7 separate regions of the Mus musculus genome follow, and all the other regions are linked to region 2. The links are chromatin contacts, called in public HiChIP or PLAC-seq, capture Hi-C and promoter capture Hi-C maps. All regions are on one chromosome and are shown on one strand. The core of a region is the stretch at or near the end of the contact, and the rest is flanking DNA. Distances in the headings are between cores, read along the strand shown.

Evidence for each region. Promoter capture Hi-C pulls out the DNA fragments that hold promoters and counts their contacts. HiChIP or PLAC-seq counts read pairs in DNA pulled down with a chosen protein or histone mark. Capture Hi-C pulls out chosen DNA fragments and counts their contacts.
Region 1: a contact with region 2 is called in a promoter capture Hi-C map of liver. The contact joins the enhancer-like site here to the promoter of Sec22b in region 2. A contact is called at or near these places in 12 of 39 promoter capture datasets (3T3-L1-derived adipocytes, the C10 cell line, the HPC-7 cell line and 9 more), 1 of 484 Hi-C or Micro-C datasets (bone marrow-derived macrophages), 9 of 115 datasets of contacts at active chromatin or transcription factors (the 230-238 cell line, bone marrow-derived macrophages, craniofacial prominence and 4 more) and 3 of 9 other capture datasets (adipose tissue, liver and macrophages).
Region 3: a promoter capture Hi-C map of the HPC-7 cell line shows a contact between it and region 2. The contact joins the promoter of Reg4 here to the promoter of Sec22b in region 2. A contact is called at or near these places in 25 of 39 promoter capture datasets (the 3T3-L1 cell line, 3T3-L1-derived adipocytes, the C10 cell line and 17 more), 7 of 15 datasets of contacts at CTCF or cohesin (CD8 T cells, the NIH/3T3 cell line, embryonic stem cells and 3 more), 24 of 484 Hi-C or Micro-C datasets (B cells, the G1E-ER4 cell line, the HL-1 cell line and 17 more), 23 of 115 datasets of contacts at active chromatin or transcription factors (the 230-238 cell line, the NIH/3T3 cell line, the SCID.adh cell line and 13 more) and 4 of 9 other capture datasets (adipose tissue, liver, macrophages and 1 more).
Region 4: a promoter capture Hi-C map of pre-B cells shows a contact between it and region 2, with 8 times the contacts expected there. The contact joins the promoter of Phgdh here to the promoter of Sec22b in region 2. A contact is called at or near these places in 22 of 39 promoter capture datasets (the 3T3-L1 cell line, 3T3-L1-derived adipocytes, the C10 cell line and 14 more), 7 of 484 Hi-C or Micro-C datasets (the C10 cell line, the C2C12 cell line, group 2 innate lymphoid cells and 3 more), 22 of 115 datasets of contacts at active chromatin or transcription factors (the 230-238 cell line, DN3 thymocytes, the NIH/3T3 cell line and 13 more) and 4 of 9 other capture datasets (adipose tissue, embryonic stem cells, liver and 1 more).
Region 5: a capture Hi-C map of macrophages shows a contact between it and region 2, with 6 times the contacts expected there. The contact joins the promoter of Zfp697 here to the promoter of Sec22b in region 2. A contact is called at or near these places in 18 of 39 promoter capture datasets (the 3T3-L1 cell line, the C10 cell line, the HPC-7 cell line and 11 more), 1 of 15 datasets of contacts at CTCF or cohesin (the NIH/3T3 cell line), 9 of 115 datasets of contacts at active chromatin or transcription factors (astrocytes, cardiomyocytes, embryonic forebrain and 3 more) and 2 of 9 other capture datasets (adipose tissue and macrophages).
Region 6: a contact with region 2 is called in an H3K4me3 HiChIP or PLAC-seq map of stem cell-derived neural progenitor cells, with 25 read pairs. The contact joins the enhancer-like site here to the promoter of Sec22b in region 2. A contact is called at or near these places in 9 of 39 promoter capture datasets (the C10 cell line, the HPC-7 cell line, cranial neural crest and 6 more), 1 of 15 datasets of contacts at CTCF or cohesin (the NIH/3T3 cell line), 1 of 484 Hi-C or Micro-C datasets (bone marrow-derived macrophages), 9 of 115 datasets of contacts at active chromatin or transcription factors (the SCID.adh cell line, bone marrow-derived macrophages, embryonic hindbrain and 4 more) and 1 of 9 other capture datasets (adipose tissue).
Region 7: a contact with region 2 is called in a promoter capture Hi-C map of embryonic stem cells, with 3 times the contacts expected there. The contact joins the promoter of Hmgcs2 here to the promoter of Sec22b in region 2. A contact is called at or near these places in 20 of 39 promoter capture datasets (the 3T3-L1 cell line, the C10 cell line, the HPC-7 cell line and 13 more), 2 of 15 datasets of contacts at CTCF or cohesin (the NIH/3T3 cell line and stem cell-derived epiblast-like cells), 15 of 115 datasets of contacts at active chromatin or transcription factors (the SCID.adh cell line, T-cell acute lymphoblastic leukemia, bone marrow-derived macrophages and 7 more) and 3 of 9 other capture datasets (adipose tissue, liver and macrophages).

What each region holds. Positions count from the first base shown.
Region 1 is chr3:98,240,465-98,244,648 of GRCm38.p6, forward strand. No RefSeq gene overlaps it. Among named protein-coding and RNA genes, the nearest start is that of Reg4, 20 kb to the left of the region's middle. Within about 2 kb of position 2,412, at least 11 of the 459 cell types and tissues checked have an H3K27ac peak or open chromatin away from gene starts, as enhancers often do. A contact at or near this core is called in liver, where this site is marked.
Region 2 is chr3:97,899,255-97,903,133 of GRCm38.p6, forward strand. Sec22b (SEC22 homolog B, vesicle trafficking protein) reads left to right here and starts at 1,973. Exons shown (of 5, transcript NM_011342.4): 1 at 1,973-2,166. The coding sequence starts at 2,092.
Region 3 is chr3:98,220,404-98,224,445 of GRCm38.p6, forward strand. Reg4 (regenerating islet-derived family, member 4) reads left to right here and starts at 1,753. Exons shown (of 6, transcript NM_026328.2): 1 at 1,753-1,799.
Region 4 is chr3:98,337,871-98,341,813 of GRCm38.p6, forward strand. Phgdh (3-phosphoglycerate dehydrogenase) reads right to left here and starts at 2,099. Exons shown (of 12, transcript NM_016966.3): 1 at 1,825-2,099. The coding sequence starts at 1,962.
Region 5 is chr3:98,381,060-98,384,987 of GRCm38.p6, forward strand. It overlaps Zfp697 (zinc finger protein 697), which reads left to right and starts at 1,422. Exons shown (of 3, transcript NM_172863.4): 1 at 1,422-1,519. It also overlaps a transcript of Gm52610 not described here.
Region 6 is chr3:98,196,224-98,200,421 of GRCm38.p6, forward strand. No RefSeq gene overlaps it. Among named protein-coding and RNA genes, the nearest start is that of Gm40104, 4.0 kb to the right of the region's middle. Within about 2 kb of position 2,213, at least 55 of the 459 cell types and tissues checked have an H3K27ac peak or open chromatin away from gene starts, as enhancers often do. A contact at or near this core is called in stem cell-derived neural progenitor cells, where this site is marked.
Region 7 is chr3:98,278,404-98,282,463 of GRCm38.p6, forward strand. Hmgcs2 (3-hydroxy-3-methylglutaryl-Coenzyme A synthase 2) reads left to right here and starts at 2,028. Exons shown (of 10, transcript NM_008256.4): 1 at 2,028-2,184. The coding sequence starts at 2,081.

The DNA of each region.
Region 1 (4,184 bases), core at 1,162-3,661, 340 kb after region 2:
AACCAATCATTTTCTCTGTCCTCAAACTCATCGTGGCTACTAACCCAGATTCCTTGAGAGAAGAGCTTCAGATTAATTTATTTTTTTTATTTTTTAACTTTTTACTCATGATTTGTTTCCCATCATGCACCCCAGTCCCACTCTTCTCCCCTCCCCTTCATATCCACCCTCCGCCCTGGCAACCTCCCCACCAAAAAAAAAAAAAAAAAAAAAAAAGAACAAAAGTTAAAAACAACAAAACAAAACAAAGCACAGAAAACATCTCCTTATGGAAGCTGGAGTGTGTCACAGTGTGTCCCACAGTGTACCTACCCCTTTGTCCACACATCTTTACTTGCAAGCATTTGTCTGGTCCAAGACCTCTGGCTTCTGCTATACCATCAATACTGGATCCTTACTGGGACTCCTCTTGGATGTCCTGTTGTTGCCCTGTGTCATGGAGATCCTGCAGCTTTGGATCTACAGGACCGGGTCCTTCACAAGCTCCAGCGATTCCTACATGAGGTGGATTTTGGGGTAAATCAAAGCCCTGGATCTCGGCCTGGGTGGTAGCTGAGCTGGTTAGCCCACCAGCTTTTCCACACTCGAACAACCAGGATGCTCTCCAGCACTGCCCAGGCTAGCTCACACAATGCTGTAGCAGGCAGGGAGCAGGATCATCCCTCCTGGTCTCATGACTTTGGGGCAGCTCACCTGCACCTACGCCACTAGAGCCAGCTCTACTGTGCTGCCCAGTTGCGGTGTGGGGGCCCACTCTCCTGACTGCTGCAGTTGGTGAGGGACAGGGCTAGCTTTCCCTCCTGCAGGTGGCAAGGGGCAAGGCACGGGGAGAACATCACCCCTGAACCCACATCACTTCATTTCCCACGCTCATGACCTTGGGTAGGCTCACCCCTCACTCCCAACACGTGCAAACCAGGGCCAGTTCTACTGTGCTGCCCAGGCAAGGTGCAGGGCCTGCTCTCTAGAGTTTGGCAGCCAGTGAGAGGTGGGGCCAGCTCTGCACAGTTCTTGGACATCTACATGGTTCCAGGTGGCTGCCTGGAAGTCTGCATGGCCTTTAGTGGTAATACGAGTCACAGACATCAACACAGACCTCTGTTGTTGCATGGCTATGAACCCTAACGTGCAGTAGCAGCAGCAGCAGCATGGGCTGGGGTGTCATCATGGCCTCCGGAGGCAGGGCAGGCCACTCATAACAGGCTATCCCTCCCCACTCCTCAGCAGTTCCACCTCTTCACAGTGCTCAAACTGTTCCGTTTCTCTCTCTCCCTTCTGTCCAACACATACTTGCACATTGTAGTGTGGCTCCATTGCGGGTAGTCCATGGAGCTGGTAAGCCTCTAGGTGTCTTGCACTCACCTGCACTGTGTGGCAAAGTGACAGGCAGGCCTCTGTGTGTCTCCTGCCTGCATAAGCTGTGTGGCTGTGTGGGATGGAGGCAGGAAGGTCTCTAGGTCTTCATTCTCTCTCTCTCTCTCTCTCTCTCTCTCTCTCTCTCTCTCTCTTTCTTTCTCTCCCTTCCTCTCTCTCTTTTTCTTTCTTTCTTTCTTTCTTTCTTTCTTTCTTTCTTTCTTTCTTTCTTTCTTTCTCTCTCTTCCTTCCTCTCTCTCTCTTTCTCTCTCTCTCTTTCTTTCTTTCTTTCTTTCTTTCTTTCTTTCTTTCTTTCTTTCTTTCTTTCTTTCTTTCAATGATCTCTCTATATATGTCTGTGCACATGTTGCTGCAGAAGCTTGCAAAATCCAGAAGAGGGTGTCAGATCCTCTGGAGCAAGAGTAACCGGCAGTTGTAAGCAGGTTGACTAGGGTGTTGTTGAGGGAGAGTTGAACAGTCTGCGCTCTCAACCACCAAGCCATCTTCCCAGAACTCTCTCTTCTGTTGACGATTTCTGATGAGATGACTCCCTTTCCCAGGAGCCTTTCCTATGCCACTAGCCTTTTGCTCTTAGCTTCTAGAGCACACAGCCTCTGCCCAACTCTCATTGACATTTTAACCATTTGTTAATTCAATGTGTGCTTGTCTTCCAGACTTCAATTCTTTATACAATGAGACCCTTGAACTAACGCGTCAAGGTCAAGTTCAATGTGGCTAAGTGCAGTGATTCGATGCAGGGCAATAAGGACTTTAGCATTCAAATTCATTTCTTTCAACTAAGTATAAGCCAGACAAAGTAGGTCTGCTGACCTTTGTCCATGGGGACTAGCTGATAACCCTAGAATGAACAACTCACTCTTTTGTTCAACTTGTATTTGGATCATGTAGTTCCCTAAGTCGGGGTCAGCCTCTGAGGTCACTGGGACGGCTACAACAAAATAACAGTGAAAATAAAAATAGAAGGATGTACACAGTAGTGACGGGTCGTGTGTCCTGCTGGAGGGCAGACCAGGCTGTTTGCAGTCAGGGGACAGACAAATACAGGTGTGTAAACAGGCCTCAATAGTAGAGTTTATGACTAAGATCAATATCCTGTCCTGCAGCCTGTGGGCCCCATGAAGACAGCTGGAAACGTAGACTTAGGGACAAAGTTTAGACAAAAAGGAATCTGCAGCAGAAGTTTAATTTGTAAGTGGATTAGAATTAGAGCCTCTTTTGGTTCTGGAATACGTCATTAGAGAATAGCAAATGTCCTACTGACTGGTTGTTCCATATCGATATTTTTAAATGTTACATTGTATTTATTTGTTTTGTAAGTGTGTCCGTGTGTATGCTTGTGTGGAGGCCAGAGGTCAATGGGTCCGTGTGTATGCTTGTGTGGAGGCCAGAGGTCAATGTCAGAGACCATCTTCAATCACCTTATTTTCCGATGCAGGGTCTCCACTGAGCCTAGAGCTTGCCAATTAGGGTAGAGAGCCTGGCCAATAAGCTTTAACAGTTCCTCTGATTCTGTCTCCTGGGTGCTGGGACTACACGGCCATGCCCTGGGATCTGAACTCAGGTCCTAATGTTTGAGTAGCAAGCACTCTATCAATCCAACCATCTCCCTACCTGTTCTGTCCCAAACTCCAAGCCTCTAAGTACCACTGAAACAGGAGGATTACTGGTATATTCAGCATTCCTCAGGAGCCTGTGGAACCAGTCTCTGCCTGCCAGGAAGAGTCACTTCCCTCATCTTCCCCCTACCTCTGACAAATGGAGCATCTGGTTCTCTATTAGCACATACTCAAAGCCCCATGCCATCGCCCAAGCTGTTCTGACACACGTCCCTCCCTGTGGCTTCCTGCTCTCTTTATAACTGGCAGGTTTCTCCCTTGCCTTTTTGCTACCTTCCATGTCCCTGAGAGGCAGCCATGGCTGCTTTGGACTCCTCCAAATGCCTCTGGCTATCCTCTACCACAGAGAGATAGCCCTGCAGAAGTTTCAGATTTACAATAAACCTTCTTCCCACCCGTGGAGTGGTCTAGTTTGTTGGTTTCACTGTGCGCTCACCCGACTATCCTGAGTTTAGAATTAAACAATGAATAGGTCTAGAACTGAGTAACGCAGAAAAGTGCGATAAAGACATAGCATACATCTTTATTGTTGTGTACATTACTAATCAAAATGGAATCCTCACACGCTTATGAGTAGGTGTTACAATAGTAAAAGATATTAATATATGTACAAAAAATATCTGTGTGTGGTGGTGCCCACTTTTGATCCTGGCACTAAGGAGGCAGAGGTAAGAAGGTCTCTATGAATTTGGTACCTGTTTGATCTACATTGCAGGTTCCAGGCAAGCCAGAGCAGCAGTGTGAGACCCTGCCTCAAAAAGCAAAAGCAAGGGCTGGAGAGATGGCTCAGCGGTTAAGAGCACTGACTGCTCTTCCAGAAGTCCTGAGTTCAAATCCCAGCAACCACATGGTGGCTCACAACCATCTGTAATGAAATCTGACACCCTCTTCTGGTGTGTCTGACAGTGTACCTACATATAATAAATAAATAAATAAATCTTTAAAAAAAGCAAAAGCAAAACAAAACAATGATTAAATAAATAAATAGCAAGTAAACATCCCAAGTGGAATAAGGAGGAAAGATTAGGAAAATAATTCCTCACTCAGTCAAATGCATTGTGGATGCATGGTGTCCCCTCTGTACTCCAGTACCCAAACAAAGCATGTAAAATTAACTGTTATTCTCCTGTTGTAATTGTTGTCTGGAGACTTAGTGCCTCATTCTGCTAACCTGGGCCCGCTCCTGGAAGCGTC
Region 2 (3,879 bases), core at 723-3,222:
GCCCAGGCCAAAAGCTTTGGCTAACTTCTGTTAGCTCATAGGTCAATCAGCCCACTTATTCTAGTCTAAGTTCTGCCACGTGGTTAATTATCTCTACATCAGCATTCAGGCAAATCTCTTCCCTCACCTCATTTTATCCTAGAAATCTCTCTCCCCACTGGAACTCCTATTTCCTGCCTCAGCCAACAGCCAACAGTATTTTATTGGCAGGTGATGCTTCCACAAGAGAGTCTCTCTACATTCTATGCTTTGCTCTCTCTGTTCCCCGGACCCACATGGTGTAGCCTTATTGCCAATATTTATGCCATTATCCCCTATTACTAAAATTATTCTATCGGATCAAGGACAATCATTTGAGATCATGGTAGAAGACATATCTTTGTTGAGTGGAAGAAAGAAGTTAAAGATCGTGGTATCTGTAGACTATTCTAAATGTATTATGATTCTACCAAATAAGGCATTATACACTCCAAAATTGATTTCCACTCCACATTGGCTCAGGTTGCCAAATGACAGGTGTGAGCTGTGGCAAGCAAGGGAGGATGTGATTGTAAATACAAGGCCAGCATAGGTGAGTTCTAGGCCAACCAGAGCTGCATAGCAAGACACTGTCTGGAGGGGGGAATTATATATGAAAGAGGAGAGATAATATGAGAGAATGCTTATTAATCAGTAGCTAGAGCTGAACTTGAGCTCAAAGCCTGTTTACATCACTTCTAACTACATGACCTGCTTGGAAAAATCTTTGCAGTCTTCCCCAAGTATAAAGTGAGAGCCTTCAGCTAACAAATTTCACAGAGTTGTTTAGTTAAATGTTCAGATAATCATAAGACACTAAGTATTTAGCAAAGAATAGTTATTACTAATGTAATAAGTATATTTGTATAATTCCTTTCTTTCTTTCTTCCTTTCTTTCTCTCTCTCTCTCTCTCTCTCTCTCTCTCTCTCTCTCTCTCTCCCTCCCTCCCTCCCTCCCTTCCTTCCTTCCTTCCTTTTCTAAGTTTACAAAACCCCTGTACCTCCACGTTCTTCTCATTTAATATTTACAAAAACCCTCTTGAGGCCAAGAATATCCCTATCTCATTGATGAGGACACCAAAGAAGAGAGAGATGAGAACTCTTCCTTAACGGTGATTATCTAGAGGTTGCTTCAAAAGCAAGTGAAAACCAAATTACTGGAAAGCCTGGTAAGATTCCCCTTTCTATACCATGATAGAGGCAGCCAAGAACCTAGATTTGGGGAGGCTAATGATGTATGTGATCCCCCTGTACTTCTTCATTTATTAATATATGCATATATATACATATATATATGAATAAATATATATAATACTAAATATTGCTGATCTCTTTTTAAAAGTTTCATGTGTGGGGGTGGCTTACTTCCGCTCCTGCCTGTGCAGCACGTGCATGGAAAGGTTGGAGAGGCCAGAAGAAGGTGTCAGATTCCCCTGGAACTGGAGTTACTGATGGTTGTAAACCAGCATGCGGGTGCTGAGTTGAACTCCGGTCCTCTGAAAGAACAGCCAGAGTTCTTGATCCCTGGGGCGGTCTCTCCAGCTCCTATTTGCCAATCTCTTACCACAAACTGTTTAAGAACTTTGTGACAGTATAAACACCCAGGCCAGAAAAACCCTCAAGAAACGAATCTCTGCTGAGACATACACAGATTATAAAATATTATACATAAAATGCTCTGTAAAAAAAATCTGAAAATACATAGCTTTACAGTTGCTTCATACTCCATTCGTCTAAAAAGTTCGCTCTCAGTCACCTTTCAAGCCCTACTAAGCTTGAGCGCCACTCCTCTTGCAGAGACACCACTTAGTGGAAACAAAAATTCACAAATGTGGGCGGGACTTGGTCGGAGGAATGACTGCGGAACTAAAGTTCCCGGTGGTTGTGGTTCTCGGTGGGAAGCCAATTGAAAGGACCGGTAGTGGAAAGCTCTGAAGTCGTTTCCGGCCACCTCAGCGGGAAGCGGAGACGCCAGCGGCTAGCTGTTGGGGACCTCAGCCGGAGGTGTAACTGGCCGCCGCCGGAGAAGAAGGGACAGTGACTGAGGCGGCCTGGTCTCCGTAGCCAGGGAAGATGGTGCTGCTGACGATGATCGCCCGTGTGGCGGACGGCCTTCCGCTGGCCGCCTCGATGCAGGAGGACGAGCAGGTAAGCTGCTGCCGGAGCCCCGAGCTCGCCCTGCTCCCGGCTAGTGAGACCCTAGCGACCTCACAGACTCCTTCCCCCTCTTCTCGAGAGCTCTTTTACCGTTTGCTCGTGAAAAGACTACCTGTGAGAAGAAATCCTTGTGGAAGGAGTTAGAGTTATGGTGGTAACTGTTCCTCTCTACACAGAAGCCCCGGAGAAAGCTTATCCAGGTTTAATTTGATCACCCAGTTTGTGATGACTTTTTAGGGACCTTCTTAGAATTTAGGACTTTTCTTTTGGGCTGCTGTTAAGGCTGCTGACTAATATATCTGGGGAAGACCAACCCTTGGTTTCTTCACCTCGCTTTCCTGTAGCTCTTGATCCTTGACCTAGCTCGATGACATATTTTGATAGAGGATGAGGTAATATTGCCACTTACAAAGTTGTCAAGGTTCAGTAAAGTGCCTACTTTCACGGCTATGCCTGATTTTCTCCTGCTCTCATAAAGTATATTATTCAGATGAGCCCAAGAATATGATCCGGACAAAGGAGATTGGGGGCTGGGAGTCTTAGAGAACACTTCCTTTGAAAAATATTTTCCCCGTGAGGGGTATCAGTGGGGTAGAGATGGGCAGAATCTGATCAGTTGCACTGAAGTCTAATGGAGGAGAGGGACCAAAGTGGGTCTGAAATGCTACTCAATATCAGTGGGCCCCTACTCTCTGCTTTGAAATTTTTCTGAAAAAAATTCATGGATTCTTTCTTAATTTTAAACTTGGTATTTATTTGATATTGGTCTGCCAATATTGGTTTGTTTCATTGATGAGAAGTTCTCCACAGAAGTGTTTTGTTTTGTTTTTCTGGTTGTGATTTATCATTTCCCTTTATTAATTTTGATTTTAAATAATAAGCCTTTCTGAACCTTCAATGTCTGCAGAAGCATCGGTCTCAGACTCTTGTTTTACCATCATGATAGTAGACAGAACGTCACACACAGCCTCATATAGAACAGCACTGTCCTGAGAGTGCTAGGGGTGCTATTTCTCTGGCCCTCCTCATACCACCCATGTCAGAGTGTGTGCTCTTATTGCCCTTCACAGGGGCTCTTAGGCTTAAAGTCACACTGCTAACAAGTAGGGTAATGGAATGTGCCCAGGGTTGTTGGTGGTGCTGGTGCTGGTATGGTGCTTTGCTTTGCTTTGGGGGTTGGTCTGTTTTTATCAGGGACTGTTCCCATTTGGAGCTGGTTGATACTTTGTTGGGAGAGACTGTCCTGTGCCTTGTAGGGCGTCTATCCTTGGCCTCTACTTCCAGACGGCAGTAGCAAAAGTTCCTTTAGGGACAAAATCAGGCCTGGTTGAGAATTGCCAGTTTCAGTAATCAGTATTTTATTAAGTAAGCTATTGTTTTTAAAATCAGTATCAGTTTGGCTCTAGACCAGAACCTTCGTTCCTAATCATTATTCTGTACTGTCTTGTTTAAGACTTTTCAACCACGTAGTCACTTCTTACTAATGGAGAAATAACTTTTTTTTTTAGAAAATTGGGACAATTTCTAGATAGAGCTTGCCTTGAACTGACCCCACTGTCTTAGCCTTTTGAATGCTAGAGTTACAGGTGTAGACCACCACACCAAACTCAGAAATTGCATTTAAGACATAGATTATCTTGACCAAATAGTCGTATATTAAGTACTCTAATTGTCTAAGCCAAAGTAATGCATATACTTTTAACT
Region 3 (4,042 bases), core at 503-3,002, 320 kb after region 2:
GCAGGGTCAAGGTAGTCTGGCATGGAGAAGATCTACGTGCTCACAATATTTTGCAGAAACTTTTCTGTGTTCCTTCTGCATCAGGTCTTTGGACCATGGAAGGCTCCGAGTTGGAATCTGTGTTCTTTCTTGTACAGTGTGGCAGTGACTTTCCCATCCAGTTCTAAAAGGGAAAAGGTGTTGTGTATTAAACTAGGTAAGATCACCTAGCAATGCCCTCCTTCATATACAGATTAGGGGCCTGTGACTCCAAGGGGTTCAACACATTCCCCGTGCTTTATAGTGAGAGAGGAACAGAACTCAAACCTCAACCAGCCACTGCCAGGAGCCAGACCACCTGCCTCTCTCTCTCTCTCTCTCTCTCTCTCTCTCTCTCTCTCTCTCTCGGGTATGTGGTGTTGGGGGAGGTAAGCTGGGAAGACATTGGTTTCTCAGGCCCTAGCATAAATTTACACAAAGGTGGGAAAGATCCAATGACAGAGGCAGAGTAGCATCTAGAAAACAACACTAGGCTTGGAGCAGGGAGCCATAACTTCCCTTGTTAACCACACTAGGCACAGCACTTCTCCGGAGTAAGACCCAAGCATCTGCATGGCCGCCTTCAGGCACAAGGGACCTTACAGAGCCATTTCTATAATGTACGATGAGCAACGTCCGACGCCCAGAACACAAATCAATCCCTTACCCTCTGCACAGACAAGCAAACCTTGATGTCCTTTCTAAATAGCTCGTTTTTTTCAAATGGTTGTGAATTCAGCAAGCAAACCTAGATTAGACTGAGGCCAGGGTTCTCTGAATACCACTGACAAGCCTTGAGAACCAGGCAGGTCACTGCTGTCTTGGAATTGGATTTCTTTTATTTTCTTTTGTTAAGGCTTTTTCCCCGAGGTTTTTATTATGTGTAGGTATGTGTGTCTATGTGTGGGTGCAGTTGAGCACAGATGACTTGTGGGAACCAGAGGTGTCAGATCCTCTGGAGCTAGAGTTACAGATGGTTGTGAGCTACCTGGTGTGGGTGCTAAGCACTGATCCAGGTCTCTGGAAGAGCAGCCAGGTGTTCCTGGTCTAGTCGGTGGGCTTCTTAACTGTGCATGGGAGAAGCCTGCCCTAGGTTGCCCACAGGGCTTTGGTTAGCATCTTGTTTGATGGTCTAAGAAAGAATTTGCTGTTAACTATTCTATCAGTGTAAGCTACTTGGACACATTTGCCTGTGTTAAAACATGACTTCTGTACCTTCAGTTCCATAGGATAAAGACAACCGGAAGGGTTCCAAGGACCTTGGTGCAGGCTGGGAGGTGGGAATGAGCACTTTGGGGACAAGAGTCCTGTTTGGTCATCAGGTGTGACCCAAAGTCAAGTCTTTTCTGCAAGGATAGAAATCTAACGTCGTTCCAGAGAGGGAAGGACGTTAGGTCATCTACAACACGAAGAGATAAAAACGAGAGGAAGAGCAGAACCAGGCTCCATTAAGGGAAGAGATGGACAGCAAACGGCAGTTTGCCGACTACAGGATACTGTGGATTTTAATAACGTGGACATGAAAGAAGATTTTGTTTGCTCACAGGGAGGGGTCCTGCTCTTGCTTTAACAAAGCTCAATGTGTGTCCATTTTAAAGTTATCACCTGAACAGCTTTTTTTTTTTTTAACTATAGATAAGGTTAATTATTGGTAAACACTATTGCTTCATGACTTCAACAGATTACATCTTGAGACAAGAAGGTATAAGAGCTGCAGGACTCTAACGTAGGCCCACTCAAGCTGAAGAAGGCAGGGTTCTCGGAGTGTTGCTTCCAATCAGGTAATCTTCGCCGTAGCAGGGACAGGGGGCTTTCTGTGAACGCCTGTTATTCTCTGCTAGCTACCCAGTGGGTCAGAAACGACAAATCACAGCGTCATCGCTCCTGCTGGGGAGTTTGTTACAGTAATGTTTGATTTAAATTGTTAATTTTTACAAAATCATCATTATTAATGGATGTGCGGGGATGCACCCTTGCGTGCATGCGTGCGTGCGTGCGTGGCGAGCTTTGTGGAGTCAGTGCACTGTGAGCACTGTGAGCTCATCTTCACGTGGGTCCCAGGGATGGAACTCAGGTAAGTCATCCGGCTTGCACAGCAAGCCCCTTTACCTTCTGAGCCCTTTGCTTAGCCCTGGGTTCTGTGTTTTCTTGCTGCTCTGTTGAAAGAGAGTTAGTTGGCTTTGGCGTCCAGCAGTAGTGGGTTCCGTGGTGGTGTGAAACTGGTCGCTGTGAAACTTAGGGACCGTCACAGAAGAATCTCTCTCAATGGATGTCAGTTTGTTTGACCCTAAAGCGGTTCTGTTACTGACACTTGTCAGTGCAGTCTGATTGTGGAGGTCAAACGAGATGTTAGGGCCTCACCAGATGTTTAAGACTCATTCAGAGTAAGGGAAGAAATGCGGACCTCCTTCCTCCAGTCAGTCAGGCCTATAGTTGAGCCGCGCCATTGGCATTTCAAAGGACTTTGAAATCCCAGGGTACATTTGAAAGAACTCCTCAGCAAAAATAAATAAATAAATAAGTCAAGGTTCATATGATAATTTAAAAAACAATAAAAAAGCAAAGAAAAAGAAGGGGTGCCCCCTCTGTGAATGTCAGACCAAAGTGCTCACAGGGCTGCAGATTAGAGTTTCCAGAAGTCTCCATTTTAGTTACATCGGCCCTCCTAAGCCATCAATTATTTGATATTTTATTATTATTCTTTTATCATAAAGCATTGTTAAATAAGAACTCAATGAATTCTTCATTTATCATAGTTTTGTTTTTTGGAGATTTTTTGTTTGTTTTGTTTTTTGAAAACAACTATTGCTTAGAATTGTAGGAAAGCATAATTAAGAATGGAAGGGTGTGTGGGTGACTACACTAACCTAATACCACAGTGGTGGTTAATGTTTCTCATAGAAATTCCAAAGATTATAAAGGAGAGCATGCATAGGACAAAGGCATTTTAAAAACCTGAACATGACTTCTGTGAAGAGATCCAGCGAGGCCCAGAGCTCAGCACTTGGCAAAGGGGCAGGGACTACTTCGAGGAAGCAAACAGAAGTGGAGCTTTTGGGTGTCATGTTGAACCCCTACAGCTGTTGTTTGTCCCCCTTCAGAGTGGAAAAAAAATCATAAATGAGAGAAAATATGAACTGAGATACACTGTTAGTAACTTCACTAGGAGGTATAAATATACAAAAAGCAGTCTCACAAATCATCAAAAAGAAAAAATCCAACATGTAGAAAAATGTACGAAGCTATGAACTGATAAATCACAAACGAAATGTTAAAAAGTGTATCATTTTTATTTATATAATTTACAAGTAGATAAAAATTATATCACTTATGCTCCATTTTGTTGGTAGCTTTTAAATAGGGGCAAAAATGTCTTTTTAAATACCAAACTGAGTAAAAAGCACTTTCTGACAAACTTTAGCATCATGGAGTAGGAGGGCAGCAGTCTTGAGTTCCCACGAAGGAGTGAGCAGGCAAGCCTGCCAGGAGACAGCGGCCTTCCTCTGCAAACGCAGCAGAACACGTGGGTTCACACCAAACAGAAGAGAAAGCAGGCAAAGAGCCTGGCTGCAAGAACGTTCTTTGTAGCCGGCTTGGTACCAGGCAGGGTGACTCTAGGCTCTGCAGGCTCTTGCCCAAACTGCTTGTCTCTGGGAGATGAATCACTTCTTATCTCCTGGTCTGTGTTGATGTTTTAATGACTTATAAGTTTTTTGATAATGAAAGAGGAGACCAGCAAAGATTCTTTTTTTTTTTCCTTTTCTTTGTTTTAAGTGATGTAACCAAGGTTTAAGAGTCAGAGCTGGTGACATGAGCTAATGACTCCCAGTCCCTCTAAACCCAATGCTTTCTTATCTGTAACTGTATTGGAGCCATCTGTTTACCTTCAACATTAAAAAAAAAAAAAAAAAATCCCAGTGTTGGAATCCCTTTCTTTCATTTACTGGACTTGAGGAGGCCTAGTATCCCCTGTGAGAAAACGTGCCCAGGTCGCCCTCTGCTGACTGTCCTGGAGACAACTCGG
Region 4 (3,943 bases), core at 849-3,348, 440 kb after region 2:
GTCTCTGCTGCTTGAAAGCACCCTGCATTTCTAGCACTGGACTCCCACCCCTACCCTTCAGGCCTGGCCTGCTCCTCACCCTCCTCACACCCCCTCCTCCCGCCCCTCTATTGGATATAACATTTCTCACTGCCCCTAGAAAGCAGCAAAGCCTGCTGCCACTGGTGGCCTGAAAGCCACTCTACAGCCTTCCTGCTCAGCCCACTGCTTAGATTTTAGAATCAAGGTCACTGTCACAGGACATGTGAAGGACGCATGGCTCCATGGGTACTATCCACTCTAAGAGTCACAGCCTGAGCCACCCATAAAGACCATAACAACAATCCCTTCCCTGGACTTTCCATTCCCACAGGCTCCACTGTTTGTTGTCTCAGAACTGTCACCTGACTAGCTGTCTCAGAGTTGGGCCTTATTCCCCAAGAAACCTACAACTCCCCCCCCCCTTTCCTTTTCTTGTCATGCTTTATAGATAGGGTCTCATTCTGTAGCTCGGGCTGGTCTTGAACTCGGAGATAATCAAACTCAGCCTCCTTCATACTAGGCATGAGCCAGCCAGCTCATTTTCACTTTTCTTGTTCTTTCTGAGACAGAGAAAAGACTACTCTGTGTAGTCCTGGCTGTCCTCGAACTCACGGAGATCCACCTGCCTCTGCCTCCTGAGTGCTGGAATTAAAGGTATGTGCCATCTCCACCTAGCTCTTTCAAGCTTCTTAAAGACCAGGCCTAGAAAAAGTCTGCGAATAAGGGCTGCTGGGCACGTGGCTATTAGCTCGGTAGAGGAAAAGGGATTGGGGGCGGGGAAGGGTCTTGGGAGAAATAGACAAGCGAGCTCAGAGAGTTTCCAGGGTTGCAAGAACAACCCCGCTTGGTCTCTGCGGTTTGAGGCCTCAGCCTGAGCAGGAAGACTGGTACATTCCTCCTGGCTGCAGGCCCTAAGCGAGCACGTGGAACTTTGGGGGTGGGGCAGTACAGCTGGGACGAGACAGCATACCTGGATGGATTAGATCTACAGGAAGGGCAGGAACTGAAGTGCTCACAAAGCAGAAACCCCTTCCTTACGTCTGAACAAAGTCACCCGATTTACACAAGCTTTTCAAATAAGTGAAAGACTTTTAAGTTTTATAACGATTAGAGGTTTGCTCCGAAGACTTCGTAGAAGTAACCTGTCCCAACTGCGCTTGGAACAGGATTCTGATGTAGTGAAGTCGGGCCTGATCGGCAATGAAGCCAATGGTGGAGGTTGACTCCCGGCGGCGGCCGCGTGGGCGGCGCGGGGCTCCGGCTGCACCCCCGGGCCGCCCGGAATCCTGCGAGCGCTCCCCGGGGCGGGGGAAAGAGCGCCAAGGTCTTGCATCAGACAAAAGGCGGTGCGAGTCCGCTGCCACAAATGCCACGGGACCCGCAGGAGCAGAGCCAGCGCCCCGCGCCCCCTGCCCCCACCCCAGGAGTCTGCACTGAGCAGGGATGGTGTGCGTGTAGCACCCCGAGCCGGGAGCTCGCAGCCTGGGTCGCCAGGCACGAAAGCTCCAGAGAGGTTCTGGCATTCGAGAGAGGTTCTGGCATCCCGCAGGACCAGATGGAGCAGCTGCACTTTGCAGCGCCGGCAAGAAACACGCGGTAGCAAAAAGCACAAAAAGTTTGCATTCTGCACCTCCAGGCCATTCGTTCCTCTCTGCTTTTCCTCCCTCCCACTGCTGGTCCCGAATCTCCGGAGGCCCCGGGACCAACTGATAAGATAGGGGAGGACAGCCCTGGAACCACTGGGGTCAGCGGGTTTGGCCATAAAGATGCCCGGTGATTACGCTTGTGTCCGGCTCGCCTTACCTGGAGTTCAGCTATCAGCTCCTCCTTGCTCAAGTTCTGCTTCTCCACCACCTGCAGCCCTCCATCTTGCAGGATCTTCCGGCAGCAGGGGTCCAGGCTGTCACTGATGAGTACTTTGCGCAGATTTGCGAAGGCCATTGCTAGAGTCAGGCCTTAGAATCAGTTGCTGTGGGTGGGCAGAAGCACTTAGTTCAGGAAACTGCAAGCAGGGCTGGCTCCGGTGACTGGGCAGGGTTCTCGATCTCCCGCTCCCCCTTTATCCTCCCCCTCCTCGCGCCAACAGTCTCCTTTTGATTGGTCAGAAATGCTTAAACTCTGCTGACTCCGCCTCCCCGGGCAGAGCCTCCCACACATTTTTTTTTTTTTTTTTAAATCCTACACAGACTACACTTCCAGCAGTGAAGCCCTTACCTGCCCCGGGTGAGCTTTAACACGCACGATTTATGCCAGCAGGCTGATTTATATTGGAAATAAACAGAAATACGCTGTCTCCACGAGGGAATTAAATCTCATAGTAACTTCTTTCCTCTTAAAGACCATTTATTGGCTGGGTATTTATAACTCCTAGTTGAGCATAATTAGACTGAGTAAGGCCACGGGTTCGATTCTCAGCAACGCACACACACACACACACACACACACACACACACACACACACACACCGTTAGGAGATTAAGGAACAAGGTGTGTGTGTGTGTGTGTGTGTGTACATAAGAGTTGGTTCTTGCCTTCCACCAATCCCAGTGGGAGATGAGAGACAAGTCTGGGAAAGGCAAGGGCTTCTTATTCCTTACCCCCCAAAAGACTTTAAGATTAAATCTAGATACAGTAAGGGCCATGAATGAGGCTGGAGGACCACTTGAACCCAGGAGTTCCAGGTCAGCCCCAGATGGGAGTCAGGGAGGGGGAGAGAAGTACAAGGGTGGTAGTGGTTTTAGTCTTTAGAAGTTAGATGATTACTTTTTTTTTTTTTAGAAGGGATTAAATCTGTTAGGTAAATTCAGCCTTGATTATATTATATAAATAACACCCCTTACTATTATACCTCACAATCTTAACATCAAATGTAAGTAAGAGAGTCTCTTTCAGAACTATGTACTGACAAGTCCTCTGCCTGTGCTGTTACCTCCATCCACAAAACAGGAACCCTGGCCTTCTTGGAAGAACTGGGGAAGTAGTTCTGCCCTTTCCTCTAGACTTTCCTTCCTTTCCCTTCTCTGGCCCAGCCCCTTGGGAAAAGAGAGACTTCAGCAGCCACAGCAGGCCAGCTCGGATGCCCTTGGCTCTCCGGATAAGAGTAACAGTAACAGGGTTCATAGGGACCGGAGGAGAGCAGCCGACTTAATTTTCTATTTGGAGACCAGTGGTGAGCCCCAAACCTGCACAGTGAGAAGTAAAGCAGATAATTTTTCGGGTAGAATATCAATGATCCAGCGGGGGTTGATTTCCAGCTTCTTAAACAAACAAACAAAAAGAAGAAGAAGAAGAGGAAGAAGAAGAAGAAGAAGAAGAAACGGACTCTGAAAGTATCTCTCCAGGCTTTTGCTTTCTTCTCCGTAACGTGAGCCTGACAGTAGGGAAGTGTCCGATGTGGGGATGAGATAAGAAAGACATCTTGGGGATTAGTGTGCCCTGCACCCCTTCACTCTAAGCCAGTCAGCTGACATGTCAGGTGGCGGGTATCCTTTGAGACACTGTGGAGAACCCTGGAATTGAAACTTTAATGGAGAAAAATCCCCGTGCCAATCCCGCACGATGACACCCGTCTGTGATCTCAGCACTTGGGACGTAGATTTCCAGGGAGATCAGAGCCGAATCAAAATTGATTCCAGGCTATCCTAGGCTACCAGAGATTTTGTCTAGAACAATAAAACAAGAGATGATTTCCTGTTGTCTGTGAGCCCTTGAGCTGGGGTTGGCAGCCCTGGTGAAGATCTCTGGCCTGTTAGGAGAGACTTCATTGATGTGCCTATGACCTTACAACCTGGCCCCAGGTCAAAGAGAGAAGCCCCACACAGGGGATTACAGTGACCCCACCCTTCTTCACTGAGTAGACTTTTCTGGGTTCCTGTACATTCTTATTGGCTATGGCATCAGTGTTCATGAACACACCCTACCT
Region 5 (3,928 bases), core at 172-2,671, 480 kb after region 2:
AACCCATATTAACTTTGAACTCCATACCCTCCTGCCCCAGCCTTCTGGGCGGTGTCACTACACGGGGCTATTGCCAGATTATTTTTCAAGTATTCTAGAAAATCTTAGGACCCATCCTTTCCTTGATTGACTTACTATACCCTTCCTGCCATCCTTTGGTAAAATGACTCAGCTCAGCTTTTAGTCATTTAGTTTTTGTGTGTTTGCTTTTTGCTTTCAAGACAAAATTTTCCTGTTTAGCCCTGGCTGTCCTAGACCTCCCTCTGCAGACCAGGCTGGCCTATAACTCACAGAGATCTATCTGCTTCTGCCTCCTGGGTGCTGGGATTAAAGGTGTGCTCCACCATCCGGCTTGTCATTTAGGCTCTCACATATGTAATTCATGAAGTTTATTTTTTATCTCTCAATTACTTCTCTTAAAAAGAAGCCTGGGCAGAGGCCAACAGTGGAGAAAAGGGATGTCACCAGGCCAGGATCTAGGAATGATCAGCTCTGCATGGTTTTTAGGGCAAAAGTGCTAAGATCTTTAAGGAGCCTGGATACCAGAAGAGCAGCCAAATGTTTTTCTTAAACAGGCCACAGCCAGAGTCCTGACTGCATAGAGTTGTGGTTCTCAACCTTCCTAATGCTGCGACCCTTCATGTTGTGGTGACTCCTAACCATTATTTTCATTGCTACTTTATAATTTTGTTACTGTTTATCAACTGTAATGTTGATAAATATCTGTGTTTTCTGATGGTCTTAGGCCACTTCTGCGAGAAGACCATTTGATCCACAAGGGGTCGTGACAGACAGGTTGAGAAACACTGAGCTAGAGAACCTGGGAGGTGAAAAAGTTGGTAGATGGACAGAGCACTGGCCACGCATGCAGGGGGCTTTAAGGTAGATTAGCGCACAACAGAAACAAAGCAAAACAACAAACTCGGGTTGGTATACACCTGAAGAGTAGGAAGAAGAATCGCGGTGAGTTGTCTAGGTGAGTCCCAGGCTAGGCTGAGTGTCAGAGTATGCTCGCCTCCCCCAGCCTCACCTTATGGAAGACCATCTATTAGAAGAAGAAGCGGGGGTGGGGTGGGGTGGGGTGGGGTGGGGGAAGCCGACGTAAAGAGAGCATATCACAAAGTTCACTTCTAAAGAAAAGGCCGCTCGCACTGCGCGCCCAGGGCAGCAAGCGTGTGAGGGCAGCATGCGTCTGCAGGATCGCGACTCTACCAAGCGGCGGCGGGTCGGCCATCGGCTCCGAGCTACTACAGCCCGACAGGGTCCTCTCCTCCAGTCCTGGGGTCTGAGTAGAGCCCCCGTTGTTGCTGCGGTGGCAGGAAGTCTCGGTGAACTACAAATCGAGGCATGCTGGGAACATTCCCTGCTCCTCCCAGGAAATGTCCTTTGTCCAGCCCCACAGGAAGCCCCAGCGAGGAGGTAGTGGGCAGCCAGCCCGAGTGCCAGCCCGCGGTTGCATAGCCTCAGCACCGGGCGCCAGGCTTGGGCAGTGCGCTCAGAGCTGCCCGGCGCATCACAGGTAGGAGCGCTGCTGCGGCTGGGCGCGCCGGCTTCGCGGATAGGGAGCTGGGAACCTGAGCTGATCATCTAGGGGCTGGGATGTGTGCTGTGGCTGAGCTGCCGCGCGAAGCTGTCCTTCGCACACTGGACTGTGGTCCGCCACCCCGTGGGCTCAGGAACCAAGGACAGAAGGGGACCCTTCGTGTCCTATAGCTGGGTTGAGCTCCCTTTGGTCTCTGTGGCGAGGGGAGGGGAGGAGGAGGCTGAGACTGCGCTGCCAGAGCAAGTCGGACCGTCCCACAGACCACCGAAGGGGGCATCAGAGACCCTGGGAGACCAAGCCCAGGGAGGAGCTTGCAAGACAAGCAGAAGGTGAAAGGCTTTGTGTGCATCGGTGCATCAGCTTAGATCGTGCTCCCTTTGCCTACTAAGTCAGTGCCCCCAGCCCCACTGTGAGGAAGGGGATGAAGGCGGGGACTTTGCGAAGGTCAGCAGGTTCATTTTGGCCCTTGTGAAACGTGTCTGTTACCTGCTCCTCCCATCTGTCTGACCGATTCGGATTGCCACCTGGGGGCTGCGATCGGACTGGGAGAAAGGTACAATGAGGACCTGCGAAAGGAAGGCTGAGCTAGCCAGCCGCGCGTGGCTCAGGAGGGGTCGTTGTCTGGTTTTGCTAGAATCCCCAACCACAAATATCCACGTTGGCTGATCATGGGCAGGTGGTGGACAGAGCTGGAGCCTGCGGCCAGAGAGCTTATTGAGGCTCAGGTGGCCTGGGGTGAGGCATATGTTAGCATGAGGGATGGTGAAGAGGAACAGTGAGACAGAGACCCTGGATGTACCTTACAGCCAGAGCACACAATAGCAGGTCTCTAGAACGGGACTTTAAGACTTCCTCTGGGACTTCCTCTGATTTAACCTTTATTTTCTTAACCACGCCCCCATCCCCCCCCCGCAGTGAATCAGCCACCCCCCACATGAGTATGAGGCATAATTTAATTTAGTGCTGTAATCCTGCCTGTTGAGTCAGGCTCCGTTGGCTGTCAGCATTCCCATATAGTGGGTCTCTTCCCAAGAGACCGTTGTGGTAAATGTGGCAATAGCTAGCGAGTTGGTGGTCTTTGTGAGCTGCTATGGACAAATGGGCAAGTTTAAACACAACCGGAGTGTGACTCCCATAAGGGAATTAATTCACCTGCCTCTGATGCCTTTCTGATCTTCTATGTGTATACAAGTGTGCATCCCTTCTCTTAAGGAAACATATGGTGATTACTTAATGTATAATGTACTTTAAAACCAAAGGAATTCCTCTTGAGTAGTAGGCGGATTATTTCAGGTGCACGGGGGGGAAAAGGATGCTTTGGACCCTGGATTAATGGCTTGTAGGGGGTGGAAGGCTTTTCACTGGCACTGTTAGATAAGACATGTGAACTAAGTTGGAATGAACTAACTGGAATTGTACAGGCAGCCAATGTTAGATAAAATGAAGAAAGAGTGTCTGCATCGGAAAAAGTTCCCGGTTGTACACACTGGCTGTGCTTGGAGGAGGTAGGATCTTTAGGGGAGAAATTGACAGTCCAAGAGACAATGACCTGAGATTGAACCAAGACCATACAGTGAAAGTCAAGCTGCCTTCCAGGTCACTCAGGAGAAAAAAAAAAAAACATGATGGCATTCAAAACCTACTGGAATTAAGGAGTGAGTGACAAGAAGTCAGAAAACTCAAAGGGCGCAGCTAAATTGAAGGGACCGGGTGACCTCACTGGAGGCTGTATGTCTGAGGCTGATAGATTTGCATAGCATTTCCCTCTCCTCCTGCCAAGAGCTCTTTGGATTTCTCCAGAATCTACTTACTCGACTGCCTAATTTTTAGTGTCCTGGGAAAGGAAGGAGAACTTGTGGAAGTTGGTTTCAAGGAGGACACAGTAAGACAAGCAAAGGGCTTGTCTGCTTCCCAAGGGACAGAAAGCCACAGCATCGTGCAGGAGTCCCGGTCGCAGCCCTGTGTGGGTGCCCCGAGTGCCATTTGAAACATTCTCTCTAAGCTACTGCTTTTCCTTTCTTCTCTACGTCTTGGTGGGTTTCTGGGTATACCACATGCTATTTAGGGTTAATGTAATTGGCAAAGGTTAATAACTTAGTTTGGCATTGAGAGTTCTGCACATAGCCAGTGCTTGCCCACTTCTCCTTTGTATCTCCGTTCTTTACTGGTCCTTGCACCAAACAGCTTTCATCCCAAGATGCAACACACGTTCTTGAGCATTGGTTACTCAGGTCAAACCACACCCCTGTAGCACATTCCCATGCTGCCTCTCATTTTTGTCCCAATCCCTAACTCCCTCATAGGAACCTTTCAAGAATTTCTAGTGGGACTGGGGAGATGGCTCAGTGGTTAAGAGCACTGACTGCTCTTCTAGAGGTCCTGAGT
Region 6 (4,198 bases), core at 963-3,462, 300 kb after region 2:
TAGGGCTGCTCTAGAGACAGTCTTTCCTTTGTTATCTATTCTCTGTTCAATCTGCTAGCTTTTTAGAACTTCTGGGGCCACCCCTGTGTGTGTGCGTGTGAATGAGTGTGTTGATGGCTCTTTGTTGTTGGAGAGCTTTCCTGGATGGTCCAGTTGCTTCAGTGGTCTGGATCTCAGAGTCCTACTTTGGTTAAGTGGAATTGCTATACTCAACTTGAACTACAGTTCATTGTGCTGTTGATGATACACAGTCAACGGACTCTGGCCAGCTCAAGCATGGCTCAGGTGGGCCTTGCCCTTCTCCCATTCCCTCTGCCTTGCTAAAAAAAAAAAAAAACCAAAAAACAAAAAACCTGTCTGATTACTTTCCTAAAGCTAGCTGTCAAGGTCCACTCTCTTATTTGGCCACTTCCTCCACCTGAGGCTGACTACCAAATATCAAAGCATTGAAATCCAGCAAACAAAAATCCCACTTTGGTTCGCCCAATCAACATTAAACAACCCATCCTAACCTAGAGTTTTTTCATTTTACCTTTATAAACTGGGATTTACCTGTGGGCCATGTCTGTCTTTATCTGAAGCCATTCCTTTGTCCCATTCCAGAACAAACACCCCTTCTCTTCCTCCCCTGCCCCCTTTCTCCCCTCTCCTTTGTTCCTTCCTTTCTTCCTTGTCCTCCATCTCCTGTCTTTGCTCCTTATCCCTAAATCTCCTTTGAGCTGAAAATTTGATCTTGTGATCCTGAGCCTATAATCGTCCTATAATTGTCCAGGAAAGAATTAGGCTGGGGGCCACTTCCCTCATAACTTCTGTTTCCCTCAGAAACTTAGCGCTGGTAGAGTTTCCTCCATTATCTGAAAATGTTATAATTGTTTATGGAAGGAGGATTAATTTGGTATTATTTATTCTGAAAGAGCAGAGATTTGTCGCCCTTCATTGTTTAAACTTGAAGTAGGGTTTTTTATTTGTATTAGTTTTAATTATATGTAGGTTTATGTGCCTGCATGTTGTATGCGCATGTGAGCAAAAGTGCTCATGTCGGACAGAGGGATCAGATCTCTTAGAGCTGGAGTTGCAGACTGCCGTGAGCCACCCGAGGTGGGTGCTGGGATATGAACCTCGGTCCTCTAGAAGAACAGCAAGTATTCTTAACTACTGAGCCATCTCTCCAACCTCTATATCTTCATACCATTGTCATAGGAAATACCCTAAGATGATCCCTAATAATCTTTAACCTTATATAATGTCCTTGAGTTGGGACAGAGCCAGCAATGAGATCTCATACCTGGAGTCATTCTAAATTTCATATAAAACAAGATTTCATGATGCTGATTAGGATTTCAAATCAATGGACCTCGTGGAAATACCTCTGAAGAGAGACAGAGCTTTTCCTGGAGAAAAACATAAAGCAGAGAGGAATTTTGGTGGCACAGAGAAGCCATGCATGTAGCAAAAAGTCAGAGGCCAGGAGGAGTTGAAAGAAGCCCACTGCAGACAGACAGATAGACAGACAGACAGACAGACAGACAGAGCCATCTCAGTGCCACAGTTGCAGGGATTAAACTCACTTGACAACTTAAAAAGACTGGGAGTGACTCCTTCCCCAGAGTCATCAGAAGGAAACACAGTTTGCCCGATGCCTGCTTTCAGCTTGAAATTCCTGGGTCAGAAGACCCAGCTAACTCAGGCCTGACCTTTTGACCTGTGGGAACTGTGGGAGAGCAAACTGGTATTGCTTTAAACCTCTGCAATTTGTGGTGCTTCTGTATGCAGCAACAGAAAACTAGGCGATTCACACTGTGGATTTGTGGTCACTGTATCATACCAGGGGGTTCAGGGAAAGACAGACTCTTAGAACTACAAGGGCTGGTTCTCTTCTTTTGTATAAACGCATTGGCAGTCAGAAAGAAAACAAACTGTGGAGAAAGAAAAGTCAGAGCTTGAACAGGAAGATGGCCTCTGTATAACTCAGTGTGGTGCCTGTGGGGAGAATTAATGAGGCTTTCCTCCTGTGCCAGTACAGAACCTGGGAAAATGTCAGATGAGCAACTTTGTGTTTTGTTTTATTCCGTCTTGTTTTCCTAACAGCGATGGGGGTTGAATTCAGGGCCCTGCACAGGCTAAACAAACAATGTGCTGCTGAGCTGTAGCACCAGCCCTTTAAGCAAATACCGGGAATGCTGGGTCCAGAGCACAGCAGTTGTTGGCTTGTCCGGTTGACTTCCTAGGGCTGGAGATGCCAGTGGTGTGTTTCCATGGCTACCTCAGAGACCCACATGTCTGCCTTACTCGGAGCCAGAACCTCGAAAGTCCTGCAAGGGCTGAGTGTGTCTCAACTATTTAGTCACCCAGGACATAGCTCCACATGCCTCTGGGAAAGGCCTGGAGGAAGATTCATCGCGCACATGTGATAGCTTTGCAGGGCTCTATCTTCTTCAGAAACCAAGTCTCCACTAAGAGTCACTCAGAGAGCTGAAGGAAATGTCTCAAAGCCAGTGCCTTTGTAATGATTGCACTTCTCTCCAATTTCATCCCCAGAGAACCTGGGGTTAGTCACCACCAGGGTCCCTCCTCCATGTACATACCCCACCTTTGTCCACTCTGAAGGGTAACTGCCATTGTCCGTTTGTCCTCTACCAGCCCATCATCCTCACTCCCATGGGAAATACCAACCTGCAGTGGCCTCTCCCATCACCTCTCTCTCCTTCCTCATCTTCCTCTATTTCTTTCTTCCTTCTTCCCTCTCTCTCCCTCCTTTCCTTCTCTCCCTCCATTTCTTCCCTCTCCTTTCTTCCTCCCTCTCTTCTTTCCTCCCTCCTTCTCTCTTTCCCTCTCTACCTTCTTGTCTCTCCCCCCTCCTTCCATTTCTTCCTTCCTTTCTCTCTTCCAGTTTGTTCTTTGGCAATCTTATACACATGTAATCAATTGAGTCATCTCTCCCCTCTTGCTCTCTCTTATCTCTGTGCCCACTCCCTCCCATTGAGTCCTTTCTTCCCAAGCAGCCCCCTCCTACTGTAATGTAATTTTGTTCTTGGCCCATTGAGTTTGGTTGGGGTTGTTTGCATGAGCCTGAGTACAGATTTAATTACCAGATAAATAACCACTTTTCAGTGGCTATAGCACTGAAGAAAACTAGCTCCCGGGGGGTGCAGTGGGGTGGGGCTTCAAGAATTCCTCTTTCATCCATGAGGAAATATTGATAGGGGCCACTCTTGTGAGGTGAGCACAGCTGTAGGGTCGTGTCACATCCAGGAGACGTCCTGTTGTAGCATCTCTCTCCATCTTCCAACTCTTAGGTTCTTTCCAATCACTTTCATGATTTCCCCTCCAACACTCCCTAGCCTTGGGTGTGTTGTGTTGTGTAGATAAATCCATTGAGACTGGGTTCTACAACTCAGCAGTAGTGTATGTCTTAATGCCATGGGGAAAAGGATGTCTCTGGACCTTCTCAAGTCAGATCCAAAGAGACAAAGACAGAAATGGTGATAAGGAGATCTGATGAGAATCGGGACTGTGGGAGAGGGGCTGAGGTGATGGAAGGATTCAGCTGCCACAGGACAGTGCTGGAGCAACGAGAGCAACGAGAGGGGTAGCAGGGCGGATCCTCGGGAAGAAGGGATTGCATGGATTAGACTTGTCAAGTAGTATTGAGGTCAGAGCCATCAGGCTCAAGTTTGAATACCCAGAGAATGCTGAGCTAAGAGAAGACTCAAGAGAGGAAATGTCTGGCTGGAGCCACAGGCATGTGGCCTGAAGACATTGGCTCCATTAACCACACACATCTGCTCATTTCCTCAGCCATGTCCCAGCTGTGCTTTGTTTCCACGGGTGATTCTCCTCCTCCTCCTTCTCCTCCTCTCCCTCCTCCTCCTCTCCCTCCTCTTCCCCCTTCTCCTCTTCTTCCTTCTCCTCTCCCTCCTCTTCTTCCTCCTCTTCCTCTTCCTTCTCCTCCCCTCCACTTCCTTCTCCTTCTCCCCTCCCTCCTCTCCCTCTCTTCCTCTCCCTCCTCCTCCTCTCCCTCCTCTTCTTCTCATCCTCCTTCTCCTTCTCCTCTTCTTCCTTATCCTCCTCTTTTCCTCCTAGTTTTCTTTTTTTAAAAGTGAATAAAATTATTCTTTAAAAAAGATGTTTTTGTTTAACTTGATTGATTCAGACATTTAATGAAGAATGAGTCTGTCAAACCATTATATAACATCCC
Region 7 (4,060 bases), core at 778-3,277, 380 kb after region 2:
CCTCAATACCCAAGGTATCAGTGAAGACCCAAGAGGACATGCCTTGTTCCAAGGACTGACCCAAGGAGCCTTGGGTATGGGTGGCCTGAGGGGTGGGCCTGGGGAAGGAAAAGAGCAAAACTACTCTTTGAAAGAGCCATAAGAATGCCAGCTGATTCATCCATGCCATTCTCAGTGCCCAGACAATTAACAAGGGACTTTCAGAGGAAAGACGACAATAAAGAATTCTCTTGATGACAGAACTCTGCAGAAGGCTCAGTGGAAGAGCAGGAGCAATAGGTGGAGACTGAGTTAGAAGAGATGAGTGTCAAGATGAATGTGGGGAGAGGGCCAGAGAAATGTTTGAGCCTGACTGACAATGTGGAGGCAGTAAGGAGGAGGAGGGGCGCATCTAGCTGAAGGGGGTGTTGCCACTCATGTCCTTGAGTCTGCGAGTTCTATAAACTTCTTTGTGGAATTGAAAACAGCCCTTGTTATTCTCCTGGAAACTATATCCCAGGGGGAGTCTGTTAAGGGCTTGGAGAGCCACAGATGCTCTCAGTAGGGGCCTTGCCACAAAGAGGCTGTTGCAGGTAGGCATGGCCTAAGCTGCAGTCTCATGGGGATTCAACAGTATGGAGACAGAGACATAAAGTGGAGAGGGGACCAGGGAGCCTCCGGATTTAGGGGAAATAGGTGGAGCTTCTGGCTTCTGGGAAATAAATAAACCAAGAGCTATCCTGGTTCTTGAGACTCTTTCATAGAGTTGCATTAGATATCAGGGTTAACTGCTTCAACTGCTGTGTGAGTGAGACATAGGGACTTTCTACATGAGGAGCATGAGATAGAGACTCATCTTTAAGACTTTTGTCTTAAGAAGTAGTAGAGGATCTGGATGGGTGGCTCAGTGGGTAAAGTGAAAGTGTGGAGCCTGAGTTTGGAACCCCATACCTGTGTAAAAGCACATACCCGTACCCCAGCTCTGGAACCGCAGAGGCAGGAAGATCCTAGGAGCCCTTTTGGCCACCCCAATAGGCAAGCTCCAGGTTCAGAGGGAGAGACACACATCATTTTAAGACTAAGATTGAGAGTGCTAAAGGATGGTATTGATGCTAGCCCCTGGCAGCCACAGGTGTGCTCAAGTGGGAGCATGGCTGCATGCACACAGCCACAGGTGCACACTCATAGGAGCACAATTACATGCACAGTCCGGAGTCAAAAGATGCTGGGGGATCCCCACTCTGCAGCTTTGTAGACATGGGTCTTTGAGGACTCTGTCCTCCCTGTCTCTAAAATCCAACTTGTAATAAACTTCTCCTTCCTAGGAAAGCCTGAACTTCAAGACAGTCTCCTTTTGAGGGATTCTGAACCTCTCTAGCAGCATCTGCTGCGTCCCTCTTGGAAGCTCTGTGAAGCTCTGTGTAAGCATAATGACGGACAATAAAGATAAGAGGAAAACAACCAGCTCCACAGACCAAAGCCAGCCAGCCCGTCAGATGTGCGTCAACACCTACTCTCAACTGCTTGAAGAGCTGGTATTAAAAGGTTATACCAGTAATCACAGTGCTCATGGAGGCTGAGGGAGGAAGACTGATTTCAAGTTCAAGGCTAGCCTGGGGTATTTAAGAAGAAATGGAGGTGGAGGGGGGATTACTCTTTGGTTTTGAAAGCTGCTTCTTATAGAAATGGTAAGAATAACATCTGACTGCATAAAGTGGTTAGGGGTTAGGAACAGATGGTGAGCCACTCAGCAGAGGAATCAGGAGGCTGCAGAGACGAGTTGGGTGACTGCTGATTGTTGGATGTGTTAGAAGGAGCATGCAAGCTTGCATGGTTAGGCAAAAATAAGGCCAACAATGAAGTCTCAGAGCCAGCCAGCTAGATACCAGCCAGGAACAGTGCAGCTATGTACATGTTAGACATGATGTTTTCCTTTGACTTGTTCTGAGACCTTTGGCCCAGTTTTTCCCCAAGCAGGCAGGGGCCTCGATAAGCGGAGGCGGGGCTTCCAGAGCCTGGAGTCTTATAAAGCCCAACCCAGAATCGTTGGGCATCTCTCCCAAGGGCTGTGGACTGCTGGCTTTCTGTTGATACCTTAGAGATGCAGCGGCTTTTGGCTCCAGCGAGGCGGGTCCTGCAAGTGAAGAGAGCGATGCAGGAAACTTCGCTCACACCTGCTCACCTGCTCTCAGCAGCCCAGCAGAGGTGAGTGGCCTGCTCAGAGGGTCTACATAGATCACTCCCAGACAAGCACCGTGGGGACCAGTAAAACGCGGGGCTTGTTGGAGGACTCACTAGAACCTCAGTCAAAAGCTGGCGAGGTTGTACTCAGTTATAAACAAGTTAGCCTCATTTCTAGACAGCACCTGTTAACTGTTGAGCTGGAAGTGTCTAAGCCAGAGGTCCTCAGCCTTCCTAATGCTGCAACCCTTAATACAGTTCCTCAGGTTGTGGTGACCCCCGCAACCATAAAATTATTTTTATTTCTGCCTCATAACTAATTTTGCTGCTATTATGAATCATAATGTAAATATCTGATATGCAAGATGTATTTTTATTGTCGTAAACTGATCCAAGGGGACAGGACGCACAGGACTCCCAGCCTAAGCCTCTGATGCACTTTGTTTAGGAAAAGCAGCAGCCTTTCCTCTGCCGGCCACAGGGGGCAGCAGACCTCAGGATCCTGCAGCTGCAGTTGTGGTTTAACTGCTTGCTGTCGTTCACTGTGGCAAGATCCAGTATGGACCAAAGAGACGAAGCAGTGTTTCTCCGTGCTTCGGTTTTGTGAGATGAAAGATAAAAATTGTGTGTGTGTTTCTCACTGTGTGTGTGGGGTGGGGTGGATGGGTGGATACATGTACTTGTGAAAGAAAAACAAACATGCCTTCTTTCTTTGTAAACACCCTTCAGTCTCGTCCAAGTAACTGTGGTTGCTCAGAGTTGATGGGACACATCTGGGCTTTGTGCTTCAGGCTCCCAGCTACTTGGGTGTTTTCTCTTTTGCTCTTTGTCCACTGAGCTCAGAGTCCCAGGGCTTCCTTTCCACTTATACCCATGAGTACTGAGTTTTTAGGGAACCTCTTTGCTATGGTGCCCTCCCTTGTCCCGCCCTGCTGGAGCCTGGGTATAGGTGTGGAGGGGAAAGGAGCAGTGCCCTTAAACCTCCTGATTTGCTTTTAGCGCCACTGACATCCACTTCCCCACCCTTGCAAAACCACTGCGTTTTATTTGAATGTTCCAGCTTAGACTTTAGCTTGCTTCTTTTCTATTTGCGAGGAAGTTATGGGGTTTACTTATTTCAGGGCCAGACAGGGTGACCATTTCTCAGTCCCGTCCCCCCCTTTTAAGACAAGGTCTCTATGTAGGTTTTTGTTTGTTTGTTTGTTTTTTGTTTTGTTTTGTTTTTTTGACAGGGTTTCTCTGTGTAGCCCTGGCTGTCCTGGAACTCACTTTGTAGACCAGGCTGGCCTCGAACTCAGAAATCACCTGCCTCTGCCTCCCAAGTGCTGGGATTAAAGGCGTGTGCCACCACCGCCTGGCTTTCTTTATGTAGTCTTGACTGATCTAGAACTTACGATGTTGACCAGGTTGGCCTTGAGCTCATTAAGATCCACTAGTCTTTGCCACCAGAACACTGGGGATAATCCCAGTAGTGGTATGTACCACCATGCCTGGCACAAACCTTCCCTACGCAACAGTAGGCCACTACCCAAGAGGCAAGCCTCCACCCTCATCAACATTCTGACTTCTTTGGTTTGTGCCCTGGAATTCTTATTCACGTTTCCTGTCTCGTTGCCTGAACTACTAATGTTCTTTATAGGTCACCTTTGCTCTCAAGCAGTGGCTCTCAACCTTCCCGATGCTGTGACCCTTCAGTACAGGTCCTCATGTTGTGCTGACCCCCAACCATAAAACCACTTCATTGCTACGTCATAACTGTATTTTTTTACTGTTATGAACCATAATGCGAATATCTGATATACAACCCTCAAAGACATCGGGACCCACAGGTTGAGAACTGCCGCTGTAAGGGGTCTACCTCTGTAATGCGATCCACATCATTTAAGTCCACCTCAGAATA